Linked DNA regions of Oryctolagus cuniculus: region 1 is linked to region 2. A link is a contact called in public Hi-C data. All regions are on one chromosome and are shown on one strand. The core of a region is the stretch at or near the end of the contact, and the rest is flanking DNA. Distances in the headings are between cores, read along the strand shown.

Region 1 (6,504 bases), core at 1,252-3,751, 140 kb after region 2:
AGACTGTACCTGCAGCCTGCAGTTCATTCTCCACATCTCCAGCCAGAGGGAGCCTTCTAAAGCACAAAGCATAGAAAGCCTTCCAGTGACTTCTCATTGCCATTGAACTAAAACCCAGACTCCTTAGTGAGGCCTCACTGGGACTTCCTAAGATCATATACTTTCTGGCCCCTGTCTGGTTTTCCTGGTCTTGAACATCACAAGAGCCTTGGTAAAGCCATTCCTTTGACTTTGAATGTTCCCCTGAATCTTTGCATTGCTGATCCTTCTCATGATTCAGGTCCAAGTTCAGATGTCAGCATCTAAGGGAGGCTAGACTGCTTCACTTCACCAAAACATCACTTGCTGTAATGTTTTCCTGGTGTTTTTTTTTTTTTTTTTTTTTTTTTTTTGACAGATAGAGCTAGACAGTGAGAGAGAGAGACAGAGAGAAAGGTCTTCCTTCCGTTGGTTCACTCCTCAAATGGCCGCCACAGCCAGCACTGCGCCAATCTGAAGCCAGGAGCCAGGTGCTTCCTCCTGGTCTCCCATGCGGGTGCAGGTGTCCAAGCACTTGGGCCATCCTCCACGGCCCTCCCGGGCCACAGCGGAGAGCTGGACTGGAAGAGGAGCAGCTGGGACTAGAACCTGGCGCCCATATGGGATGCTGGCGCCACAGGCGGAGGATTAACCAAGTGAGCCACGGCGCCGGCCCATGTTTTCCTGTTTTTAATCTGTAAATTACCTTGACCTCTATGTGGACTTACTACCAACTTCATCTTCTCAGGTTATAAGCTCCTGTGGGCAGGAACTTTGTATTGTTCACCTCTGAATCTTCAGTACTCAGAATAGGGCCTGGCACACAGTAGGATTTCCAGTAGTTGTTGAATGAACTCATGAATGTAGAAGGAATGCTTCCTTGAGATCGGCTCTCAATAAATGTCCTGGGGCCTGCATTGAGACACAGCGGGTTAAGCTGCTGCTTGGGGCACCCACATGCCTTCTCAGAGTGCCATTAGAGTCCTGGCTGTCTCTACGTCCTGCTGATGTACCAGTGGTTGATGGCCCAAGTACTTGGCTCCCTGCCACCAACATGGGAGAGACCTGGATGGAGTTCCTGGCTCCTGGCTTCGGCCTGGCCCAATCCTAGCTGCTGGGATATTTAGAGAACGAACCAGCAGATGGAAGGCCAACCTCCTCTCCTTCCCTTCTTCCCTCCCCTTAGTTCTCCCTGTTTCTTCCCTCTCCCTGTCACCCTGCCTTTCAAGTAAACAATCTCCTTTTTTAGAAACAAGTCGTGAACACAGCAGGTGGGTGCTGAGAGGATGCGCCAGCATTCTGCTGTGGGTTCTGTGCTCCTCCTCAGCCCTGGGGATGCAGGAGAGGAGGCGTGGAGTGAGACAGCAGAGCTTCAGTGTCAGGTTTCTGTGAGCCACGCTGGGGTTCTATGCTGGCCGGTTGACCTGGAAGTTCCAGCTTATCTCTTCAGCAGCTACACTTACAACCACCAACCACCAGGGAGAACTTTGCCAGAACCTTCAGATCTCGAAGTTGTTCTTGGTATCCTTTGCACAAACATGCTAAGCACAGCATAGCTGGCAAGGAATTTTTATTTTAAAGATTTATGTATTTATTTATCTGGGAGGCAGAGTGACAGACAGCGAGAGGGAGAGAGAGAGGTCTTCCATCTGCTGGTTCACTGCCTAAATGGCCAGAAGAGCTGGAGCTGGGCTGATCCAAAGCCAGGAGCCAGGAGCTTCTTTTGGGTCTCCTGCGTGGGTGCAGGGGCCCAATCACTTGGGCCATCTTCTGCTACTTTCCCAGGCCATAGAAGAGAGCTGCATCCAAAGAAAACCAGCTGGGACTTGAACCAGCGCCCATATGGGGTGCCAGTGATGCAGGCGGAGGCCTAGCACACTGTGCCACAGCGCCAACCCTGGGATCTTTGTAAAGTTCATGTTGAAGTCAGGAGACCAGAAGATTTTGGGGGCTGGGGCAGTTAGAGGCTGGACATAGAGGGAGTAGTTTCCTGTCTAGGGGTGAAAATAGTTTTCCATGGAGACTCTGAAAGGTACCACATGGGAGGAAGGAAGACGGCAGTGGGGCTTGGGCCTGGAATTCGTATGACAGAGGTATTGGAGCAACACAGGAGTCTTGAGGACTTGGAGACTCTGTGTTGTGCACAGCCTCTTCTGGACGTGGACCACTGAGCTACAGGCCTTGGCAGATTCCACAGATGCAGCCCATGGCTTCGTGTTCCCTGTGCTGGAAGTAAGGCTGGGCCTGCTAGGAGCTTCCAGTAGCACTTCTAAGCTTATAGCTCCTGCAGTAGGCCTAAACTTCTGAGCAGGGAGAAGCCAAGGTCGTAAGGGGGAAGAGGCAGCTATTAATGCTGACTTGCTTGCTCTTTTCACAGCTTGGGAAACAGAAGAAAAAGTACATGCCATACAACCATCAGCACAAGTACTTCTTCCTGAGTGAGTGTCTGGAACCAACCCAGGAGTTGCTGCACGGGGGGGTGCTGAAGGGGTGTGAGGCGGAAGCCACTCTTCCAAGGGACTGTGGTATTCTCGGGCAAAGTGCAGAGAAAGGACTCTGCCCCCAGACTTGGTTCCTCACTGTATGGGCACAGTTTGCCATCGCTGCTGAGCAAAGCTGACCATTAGGCTAATGTTGAATTAAAAGGCCTTGAGATTGTGGCAGACCAGCTCCCGCAACCCCAGTGTCAACGCCTTTTAATTGACTCAGAATCTGCCTGGTCAGGTGGGGCTTTCCTAATTAAGCTTTCGTCTTCAGCTTCGGAGATCTGGGTCAGAGTGACCTGGCGGGCCCAGTTCAGCCCCCTGGGAGAACGAGAGTACAAACAGCTGTGGGCGGGAGGCCTGAGGAGGCAGTGAAGGAGCTGCTGAAGCCAGATGTCCCTTGGCTGTCTTATACACTTTCTGAAGACTGCTTTAAAAGTCTTCCCCTAATGCTTCAATGTGGAGCTTTAAACTCCGTAAAATTTCAAATCGCTAAAGGCAGGGAGGGAGGAAGTCCTGTGATCCACTTTGGTTTGAAGTTTATCGTAACTGCCTCTTCCCAACTACCCCTTCTAAAGAAAGGTGGACAGGACGGGAGGGCGGAGCAGACTTCCTGAAGAAGGAATTTTAGAGTCCTGGGCCTGGAGATAGAGGAGCCACGGTAGGCTCTGCAGGAGGTCACAGGTAACCGCAAGGTACTGCAGAGAAAGGATAAGAGAAGGAAATGGAATCCACTTCTTCAGTTCATAGTTTTCTTTGAAAAGTCCCTCTGTTCCTTCTTACAGCCGACCTCTAGGGCTTGAGGTTGGGGTTGCACAGGCCCACACCCTCCCCCCACCCCACGTCCAAGGAGGTGGGCTCAGCCTGTGAAGGGTCCCTAGGATCCTGCTGAACACACACCTTCCTGCCCCCGTTTCTGCACCTGCATGGTGGAGCAGCCAGGAACACAGGGCAGATGACAGGAGGGGCAGGCTGGGGGCCAAGAGGAAGGCCTGGGGCAGGATACAGCGTGTCCAGTGCAACACCCGGAAGTGCCCTTTTCAAGGCACGGGAGCAGAGCACATTCCCCCGCTGCCCTCTTCCCTGGAGAAGAATGTCACTCCCACCCCTTGCCCTCCCTGGCATCCCCAGGCTGACACCCACAGCCACCTTCACTGCCTGCTGGTGTCAGGGGCTTGCAGGGTGCTGAGGCAGTTGGAGGGGCCACAGGAGGGGATGGCAGAGGAGGTACCCCCTACCAGAAGCTGTCTCCCCACCACTCACTGCCACTGCTCATGCCTCCTGTCTCTGTCTCTCTCCCAGTTGGGCCCCCAGCCTTGCTGCCTCTCTACTTCCAGTGGTATATTTTCTATTTTGTTTTCCAGCGGAAGAAGTGGGTGGTGAGTACCCTTGGCCCCAGAGTTACACATCCAGTTGTCTGGGGAGGGGAAGGGATCTCCCAAGGGAAGCGGAGACTGACTCCAGGCCTAATTTAGAGCAGAGCAATGGAACCAGGTGTAGATCCTTATCTCTGGGTAGGGCGGAGTGACAGGGCTCAGCAGGCAGCCTGGCCTTAGTCCCTGGTTGCCTACAGCCAGTGTTTCCTGAGGCTCTTGTGCTGGGCATGAAGCCAGGGAAGAGGGAGATGAACCCACTCTCAGCAAACTTGATGAAGCTGACCGTGGTTGATCCCTTAAGAGGTACGGGCAACAGGTTGTGGGGATCCCAAAAGGGCCCTGTGGCTGCCGTTTTGAAATTGCTTTTCTAGCTGGCCTTGGAGGACAGGCAGAGAGAGGTTGGGGAGGGGGAGGATGAAGTGAGCGGAGAGGCTAGGAAGTAAGGGGTAAAACAGGCCACCAGACACATTGTGTGTCAGGGCAAGAGTATGGTGCTTGGTTCGGTGTACGAAGAGGGTTTAGAGATTTGGTTGGGCTGAGCCGTGGTCCTGAGCATGTGGCAGCAAGCAGGGTTTAGATGGGTTGGGGAGGAGCTGGAGGTGGGGAGGCCCCGGATGGGTCTTGTTCCTTATAAAGGTGAGAGGCCACGAGGGCCAGGGGTAGTAGAAAGGGACAGGGGCACTGGGTATCACAGGGCGGGGCAGCTGAGTGTTGCAGTCGGGTACCTGCAGGACTGTGCCAGGTGCAGAAACAGGCGCAGTGAAAGGTAAGAGCTGCTTTGTGGCAGTTGTGCCCTCCGCCTTTGCCGCTGCAGGACTTGGCCTGGATGGTCACCTTCTACGTCCGCATCTTCCTCACATACGTGCCGCTGTTGGGGCTGAAAGGCTTCCTGGGCCTTTTCCTCATTGTCAGGTAGAATTCGGTGGGGGTGTGGGCCTGGGGGCAGCAGCAGGGGTTTGGGAGTTGGTGTGGAGGGTAGACGGGGAATGAGAGCCCTGGGCTCTGCCTGTACTCTTTTGGTGTGTGTGCTTTGGACAACAGGTTCCTGGAGAGCAACTGGTTTGTGTGGGTGACACAGATGAACCACATCCCCATGCACATTGATCATGACCAGAACAAGGACTGGGTTTCCACCCAGGTAAGGCACGGTTGCCTGGAAGATCCCAGCATGACACAACTAATGAAAAAGATGGAAGAGGTAGTGATATATATTTTTTAAAAAAAAAAAAGGCCCCCAAACAGCATTGCCTCATCAGCTTGAGGCTTGTCTCCTGCCGCCACGTGAAGGGAATGACTAGGGATGACCCCACACCCTGTACTTGGAGGAGGCTGGGCTGGCTCAGGGACATGCTCTTCTCTGACCTCCAGCTCCAGGCCACGTGCAACGTCCACAAGTCCTTCTTCAACGACTGGTTCAGTGGGCACCTCAACTTCCAGATCGAGCACCAGTGAGTGGGATGGCTGGGGAGGCCAGATCCCAGGGGCGTGGGGGGGTGTCAAGTGAGGTGGGCAAGGAGCAGGCGGGACAGCAGGAGCCACCGACTGTCCTCTTCTCTCTCGAGTCTCTTCCCCACGATGCCCCGGCACAACTACCACAAAGTGGCGCCCCTGGTGCAGTCCTTGTGTGCCAAGCACGGCATAGAGTACCAGTCCAAGCCCCTGCTCTCAGCCTTTGCCGACATTGTCCAGTGAGTATCTGGGCCCAAGAAGGGCACTGTAAGTGGGGGAAAGGGTAGGGCGAGGAGAAAGGTGACAAGCGTATGTGGGAAACATAAAGGTTTCCCAGTCTGGAGTGGAGGTGACCATGGCCCAAGCTACCTTTTCAAGAAGTGGAGGGGGAGGAAAGCCACTATAAAAGGACAAAGGTCTTGAAGCCCAGGGCTGCAGCGCCGTCACTCCTGCACCGGCTGCCTCCCTCACCATCTGCCCCTCTTCTGTCCTGCAGCTCTCTGAAGGAGTCGGGGCAGCTCTGGCTGGACGCCTATCTTCACCAATAAACACCAGCTCCCCCTCCCGTCGGGAAGAAAAGAGGAGGACCCTGGAGCCAATGCCAGGGAGCTTAAGGGACAATGCCACTAACAGTTCTCATATTCAGAGGGGGTGGGTTTGGGGACAGAAAGGCTCATACTCTTCCCCTTCATCTTCTAGGTGTAAAGGCCCAAGCAGGGGTCCGGGGAGACGTGAGCCCCCAGGAGGAAGGAAGGTGCTGCTGGGGCAGGGGAATGAGTTTTGTTTCCTTTCTCTAGCTTGATGGATGCAGGATGCTTGGTGAGCAAAAGGTAACCAGGAGGTCATTAAAAAGGGGAGAGACTTAACACTAAAATTCCACTCAGATTAAGGGGAACTCACCTTACTGGCCCACTTCTCAGCAGCCTTCCCGGGCTCCAGGCAGTGCCTGGAGTGCAGCCCCAGGGGTACGACCTGTGTCCGTCCCAGGCCGCTGGGAAAAGCCTTGTTTGTTTCCCAAGTGGCCCAGAAGGTCTCTAGCACCACGGATTGTGGTCTCATGTTCCACCCAGAGTCTGAAGGGAATATCAGGCCCTACCTCCCTGTGGTTTCCTTTTGCCTCCCAACCTGTAATCTGAAGTTTAAGAAAGTGATTATTAGCACAAGTGACCAAATTGGGA
Region 2 (6,794 bases), core at 2,402-4,901:
CTTGTGGTTTTGTTTTCTGAACCCCAATACTTGAAAACTCCCCCATCTCCCTGAAACTCGACTGCTGCCGTCTGTGGGGGTCTGGAAAGGGAGCTTTGGTGTTGGGGGTATCTAGGAGCTGTAAGGGTCCTTGAGGGGCCCCAGGGCTGGGACCCAAGGCCTCTGACGGTCTCCTCTGCCCAGAGCCAGGCCCTGGGGTGGCTGACCCTGCCTCTGTCCCCAGGCTCAGTGCTGGTGTCTGCAGCACGACCTGGGCCATGCCTCCATCTTCAGGAAGTCGCGCTGGAACCACGTGGCCCAGCAGTTCGTGATGGGGCAGCTGAAGGTGAGGGCGGGGCCGCGATGGGCCGCCAGGTGCCGAGCTGGGGTGCTGCGCCGGCCCTGCCCCTGTCTGTGGGCGCAGAGTGGGGGCTCGGCCAGCCCTTCCCCTGACAGCCCTGCCCCTCCCGCTCAGGGCTTCTCTGCCCACTGGTGGAACTTCCGCCACTTCCAGCACCACGCCAAGCCCAACATCTTCCACAAAGACCCGGATGTGACCGTGGCACCCGTCTTCCTCCTGGGAGAGTCGTCTGTTGAGGTGGGTGGGGAGGGACGTGGATGCCCTCGGCCTGGCCTGCAGCCGACGGGACTGGTCTGGAGGGGGTCCTCACCAACACCCAGCCCCCCCGACTCCCGCACTCCAGCCAGCAGCCACCAGGGGCCCAGGTGCTAGAATCTAGACTTGCCTTTGACCCTTGGCCCCAGCCAGCCCCCTGACCTTGCCTGGGAGAAGGAGGGCCAGGCAAGCTGCTCCTCCCAGCCACTGCCTGTCTCCACAGTACGGCAAGAAGAAGCGCAGATACCTGCCCTACAACCACCAGCACCTGTACTTCTTCCTAAGTGAGTGTCCCTCGGTCTCCCTGGGGGTGGGGCATGGCGGGGCCACGCCTGAGTCCACACTGTCCTCCCCACCACCAGGGGCAGGGCCATGCTGGTTAACCCCCATCACACGCCAGGCCTTTGTCCTAGCCATTGCCCCACCTGGGGAGTCTCGGCCAAGCGCATTGACTGCCCTTCCCGAGCTTTCCCAGGCCCCATCAGCATCTCTCCTGCCCTCACACCAGGGCAGCCTAGAGCCCTGGAGCGTGCGGGCGCTTGTCAGGGGGGACAGGGTGAGGCTGACCTCGACCTGAAGCAGAAGCAACTGGGATGCCCACCTGGCTTGGGCGCCCCAGCCCTGCTCCTGCACTCTGCTGCCCCCCTTGCAGTTGGGCCTCCGCTGCTCACCCTGGTGAACTTCGAGGTGGAGAATCTGGCGTACATGCTGGTGTGCATGCAGTGGTCGGTGAGTGGGGGATGCTGGGGACCCCAGGCGTGCAGCTGGGATGGCAGGAGGTGGAGTGTGGGAGCATGACTCGCACATAGGGGTGCACATGATGTGTGTGCAGGGAGGGCAGGTGTAACATGGTGTGTGTGCAGAGAGGGCAGGTGTGCACATGGTGTGTGTGCGCAGGGGAGGGCAGGTGTGCACATGGCTGTGTGTGCAGGACAGGGCAGGTGTGCACATGGTGTGTGTGCAGGGAGGGCAGGTGTGTGCATGCCTGTGTGCAGGGGAAGGCAGGTGTGCACATGGTGTGTGTGCACAGGGGGAGGGCAGGTGTGCACATGGTGTGTGTGCACAGGGGGAGGGCAGGTGTGCACATGGTGTGTGTGCAGGGGAGGGCAGGTGTGCACATGGTGTGTGTGCAGGGGAAGGCAGGTGTGCACATGGTGTGTGTGCAGGGGAGGGCAGGTGTGCACATGGTGTGTGTGCAGGACAGGGCAGGGGTGCACATGGTGTGTGTGCAGGACAGGGCAGGTGTCACATGGTGTGTGTGCAGGACAGGGCAGGTGTGCACATGGCGGTGTGTGCAGGACAGGGCAGGTGTCACATGGTGTGTGTGCAGGATAGGGCAGGTGTGCACATGGGGTGTGTGCAGGACAGGGCAGGTGTGCACATGGTGTGTGTGCAGGACAGGGCAGGTGTGCACATGGTGTGTGTGCAGGGGAGGGCAGGTGTGCACATGGTGTGTGTGCAGGGGAGGGCAGGTGTGCACATGGTGTGTGCACAGGGGGGGGCAGGTGTGCACATGGTGTGTGTGCAGGATAGGGCAGGTGTGCACATGGTGTGTGTGCAGGACAGGGCAGGTGTGCACATGGTGTGTGTGCAGGGGAGGGCAGGTGTGCACATGGTGTGTGTGCAGGGGAGGGCAGGTGTGCACATGGTGTGTGTGCAGGGGAGGGCAGGTGTGCACATGGTGTGTGCACAGGGGGGGGCAGGTGTGCACATGGTGTGTGTGCAGGACAGGGCAGGTGTGCACATGGTGTGTGTGCAGGACAGGGCAGGTGTGCACATGGCTGTGTGTGCAGGGGAGGTCCGGTGTGTACATGATGTGTGTGCAGGGAAGGGCAGGTGTGCACATGGTGTGTGTGCAGGGGAGGGCAGGTGTGCACATGGTGTGTGTGCAGGGGAGGGCAGGTGTGCCTGTGCAGAAGGCGGGCCCACAGGGTCATGCCGTAGGTCTCTTGGTGATGGTATTTTCTCTGGGGACATTGCTGGGCCACCTCTGCCAGGCAGCTATGTTCCCCACCACCACCACGTGCACACTCTGCACAGCCTGATGACCTCCATTGTCAGCCCGTGAGCTAGCAGAGCAGGGACCCTGTCCTGTTGCCCGGCGAGGGGCAGGAGGCTGTCCCAGGCTCTGAGGCAGGGGAGGCAGGGGAGGGTGGATGGTCCCAGCTTCCCTCCTGCCTCCCTAGCCCCAGGATCCTGGCTACCTGGGGCCACTCAGCATTGCCTGTGCCTCTGCAGGACCTGCTCTGGGCTGCCAGCTTCTACTCCCGCTTCTTATTGTCCTATGCCCCCTTCTATGGCGTTCCTGGGGCACTGCTCCTCTTTGTCGCTGTCAGGTATGGCCAGAATTGGGGGGGACGGAAAGTGGGGGGGATCACACTGGCAGTGGGTGCCCTGACCACAGCCCTCCCCAATGAGTCTCCATCTCCCCTTCTGCCTCCCGGGGCTGTGGGGATGATCAGTCAGCCAGGGGCATGGGGCGTGGCAGGACCCTGGGGTTGGTGGACCTGGGGAAAGCAGCCTGGCTCGCAGGTGGTGCTACCCCCGTGAGCTGGGCTGCGCTGGGCTCAGTCTCACAGTGGACACTGCTCCGTTCAGCTTCTTTAAACCCCAGGGAGGGAGTAACTCCGCAGTCCCATTGTGCACGTGTGGAAGCTGAGGCCCGCTTTGGGGGACACCCACACTCCAGCCTCACTGGCAGTGCCTGCATGGTGAGCTGGACATGGGGCAGTGCCTGAGCCTCCCCTACAGGGTCCTAGAGAGCCACTGGTTCGTGTGGATCACACAGATGAACCACATCCCCAAGGAGATTGGCCACGAGAAGCACCGGGACTGGGCCAGCTCTCAGGTGGGTGGCAGGGGGAGGGCATCCTGGTGGTGGTGTTCCAGTGGGGGGCCGTTCTGGGGGTGCCGTGGGGTCAGGGCTTCAGGCCAGCCTCCCTCATCTGTACCCCGCCTGGCCCTGGCAGCTGGCGGCCACCTGCAACGTGGAGCCCTCACCCTTCAATGACTGGTTCAGCGGACACCTCAACTTTCAGATCGAGCACCAGTGAGTGGGGGCTGCGCCCCGGGGGCCAGGGGCCGGACCCAGAGCCCCAGTGAGTGGGGGCTGCGTCCCGGGGGCCAGGGGCCGGACCCAGAGCCCCTTTGTCATGGAGAGTCCTGGGGGAGGTGGCGTGGGGGCCGGGTCTCCTTCTCAGCTGCCCGCCCGCCCTCTCCCCAGCCTCTTCCCCACCATGCCAAGGCACAACTACCGCAGGGTGGCCCCGCTGGTGAAGGCGCTGTGTGCCAAGCACGGCCTCAATTACGAGGTGAAGCCCTTCCTCACCGCCCTGGTGGACATTGTCGGGTAAGGCTGCGCCCGGCTCCCGGCGCCCACAGGGGTCCCTGGCTAAGAGCTGGCATTTGCGGCCCTCCTGGGCGGGCTGCTGGTCCGCCCTCAGCCGCCACGCCCCCTCCCCCAGCACCTGTCTGCACAGTGAGAACGCAGGGAGCTCTGACAGACACAACAGGGAGTGCAGGTCAGGGTCCGCTGAGATTCCAGCAGGGGACCAGAAAACAAGCAGTTAAAAAAAAAAAAGAAGGAACTTACAGAAAATCTGAGAAGGGTTTACAGGTAACAGTAAAAACCCTAAGAGTGGGGGGCAGATGAGGGGTGCCCTGGCTGAGAGAGTGGCGGGCTGGGTGGGACCCAGAATCTGACATGTGAGCAGAGACGGGCAGGAGGAGAGAGGCTGGCCGTGGGGGCACCTGGTAGAGGACAGAGCAGTGCCAAGGCCCTGAGGCAGGACAGGGACTGCCTGGCTGGCATTTCTGGGAGATGCTCTGAGTGGGAGACAGGTCGGATTCTGGATCTTGCAGCTCCGTGCCTTTGCATGGCCCCTTCCCTTGGCTGCCTTTCTGCAGAGTTTATGCTCAAACTCCCGCTGCGGTTTTACCATCCTTGCCGGCCTGATGTCTGTGCCCCTGCCGCAGGCACTGTCCTGTTAGAGCGCCAGGCGGTGATGGATATTTGTGGTTTCTCTGCCTGAATGAGCTCCTGGTGGGCAGATTCCGTGTTCCCTGGGTCGCAGGGCCCAGTGTGTGGGAGGGGGCAGTGGGGAGAACTGAGTGAAAGATGGGCAGGTTCACCCAGGCTCAGGCCTGGACTTGGCCTTGGCTGCCCCCCGACACTTCTCTCCTTATCCCGACCCCCCAGTTTGGGGGTCCACCATGGCCAATGAGCACCTGGCCGCCTCTCCCATCCACACCCCAGCTGCACAGGGGCTGGAGGTGTCGCCACATGCTCATCACGGGGCTGCAGGAGGAGTGCTGGTCTCCTAACACCTACCCGCCTCCCAGGTCCCTGAAGAAGTCTGGCGACATCTGGCTGGACGCCTACCTCCACCAGTGAAGGCAGCGCCCAGGTGGGCAGAGAAGGGGTAAGGGCCCAGGGCCCCAGCAGCCGCCAGGCCGGTGGGCAGAACGACAGCCCCGTCCCACCTGACCCCAGCTGCGGGTGCCCTGCCAGCACTCCTGTCTCTGCTGTCTTCCCCTCGGCCCCTCCTCACCTGTCTGCTCCGCCTCCCCACGGCCAGGCCAGGGCTCAGGGGCCCAGCAGGACCGGGGGCAGGGAGGGGGGGTGAGCATGGCATGTTTTCCTAGAGCAAGAATTGGGGGAAAACTGTTATTTTTCTATAAAAACAAAGCCAGAGATGTGACAGAGGAGTGTATTGACTTTGCATGCATTTGGGAGCTGGAGCCTGCCCTGGCCTCCCCAGAGGCGTTGGGGCTCAGGGCCATGAGGGTGTGTGGAGGTTGGGGGGGTGTGTGGCTGGGGAGCTCTCCCACCCTCACTGGGGGCTGTGGGTGGGCAGCGGGCAGCTGCCCCTGCCCGGGTCCTCCTGAGGGCCCGGTTACTCCCTGGCAAGCTGGCCTCACAGACCCCCTCTGCTTGGTGGGCCAGGGACAAGGGCCACCCCTGCGGGAACCTCCAGTGCATGGGACGGGCAAGCCGCTGTCTCTGGACAGGCACCAGCGTCCTCGGCAGCCCTCTGCAATGGGGGCCTCCGAGGGCACCAGCCCACCTCGGTGCCACGCCCAGCATCACACGGGTAGCCCACAAGAGGAGGCTCCCATCTCTCCCCATGCCCACCTGCGCCAGGTGCTTGTCTGTCTGCAGTTGCCGCAGTAGATAAGTGGACCCCCCCACCAGGGGTGGCTGTTCCGTCCCTCCGTGCCTGGAGGCTGGGACCTGCCCCAGCTGGCCAGCATCCTTGGGCAGGAACAGTGCCCTTCTCCCGGCCTCAGCCTCCTCTGGATGTGCGTGCAGTTGGACTGTGCCCTGGGGTTTGGAGAACTGGGGAGGCACTCTGAGTTGCTTCCTGGGGTTGGGGTGTGTCGATGGTGGACGAAGGGCTGCCGGGCTGCTGGGCCCCTCTCCCGTTGGCACCCACACGGCAGCAGGTTCCGGTGAAGACACCGGGCCGCTCAGACAGCAACACAGCGAAGACTGAAAGGCCTTTCCCAGGGAGCCGGTGGGCTCTGCAGCCATGGGGACCACCCTGCTCTTTATCCGGGCTCCCGTTGCTCTGCACTGGGTTCCGCTCCGGACAGCAAAAGGGCACAAATCTCGCGATTCTTGTGAACCCCTCCTGGAGCCCAGCACCCACAGGGAAGCGGCTGGGGGAGCTGTCCAGGCGGCCACCACAGCCCAGCCCTGCCACAGAGCCACCATGACGGCCACCACGAACTTCTCCCCCCCTGGGCCAGCTAGCAAGCTCCTCGGAGCCAAAGGCCATCAGGAGAGTCCTTGTCACCAGATGCTGGCTGGGGCCAGGGTTCCCATGACAACCCCTGAGTTACTGACTCACTTGTCACTGGAGATCGCATGCGTTTCCCCAGGGGACGGCAGGGAGACTGGGTGCTGTGCTTTCCCTTCCCTGGATCAGAAAACCAGGGAGGGGGGCTCCGCACAGCTCACGCCCTCCCCCAGGCCTGCCAGCCCGAGCCTCTCTGGGCAGAGCTGGGGTAGCGGAGGGTGGCAGCCCCTTTGGCTTGGCCGTAACTAGGGGCTTGCCCTCCACCAGGGACCCCTGATGGAGTTCTACCCCTTCCTTTCTGGAGTCAGGTGGATTTGGGTGGGGGTTGGGGGGTGAGGGTTGCAGAGTCGAGTCCTCTTCCTTTGCCAGGACTCAATGCTGTGTGACCTGGGGAAGTT

The links. A called contact is a pair of places that touch in the nucleus more often than the background predicts.
Region 1: a Hi-C map of an unstated tissue shows a contact between it and region 2, with 2.3 times the contacts expected there. The contact joins two enhancer-like sites. A contact is called at or near these places in 2 of 6 Hi-C or Micro-C datasets (ear pinna and an unstated tissue).

What each region holds. Positions count from the first base shown.
Region 1 is chr1:10,428,265-10,434,768 of mOryCun1.1, forward strand. It overlaps FADS1 (fatty acid desaturase 1), which reads left to right. Exons shown (of 12, transcript XM_008274405.4): 6 at 2,396-2,456; 7 at 3,804-3,880; 8 at 4,692-4,789; 9 at 4,919-5,015; 10 at 5,246-5,325; 11 at 5,440-5,565; 12 at 5,823-6,504. The coding sequence ends at 5,874. Among named protein-coding and RNA genes, the nearest start is that of FADS1, 9.6 kb to the left of the region's middle. Within about 2 kb of position 2,502, at least 2 of the 8 cell types and tissues checked have an H3K27ac peak or open chromatin away from gene starts, as enhancers often do.
Region 2 is chr1:10,287,985-10,294,778 of mOryCun1.1, forward strand. FADS3 (fatty acid desaturase 3) reads left to right here. Exons shown (of 12, transcript XM_070069679.1): 4 at 224-325; 5 at 455-577; 6 at 819-879; 7 at 1,248-1,324; 8 at 2,834-2,931; 9 at 3,347-3,443; 10 at 3,565-3,644; 11 at 3,819-3,944; 12 at 4,937-5,295. The coding sequence ends at 4,988. Among named protein-coding and RNA genes, the nearest start is that of FADS3, 14 kb to the left of the region's middle. Within about 2 kb of position 3,652, at least 1 of the 8 cell types and tissues checked has an H3K27ac peak or open chromatin away from gene starts, as enhancers often do.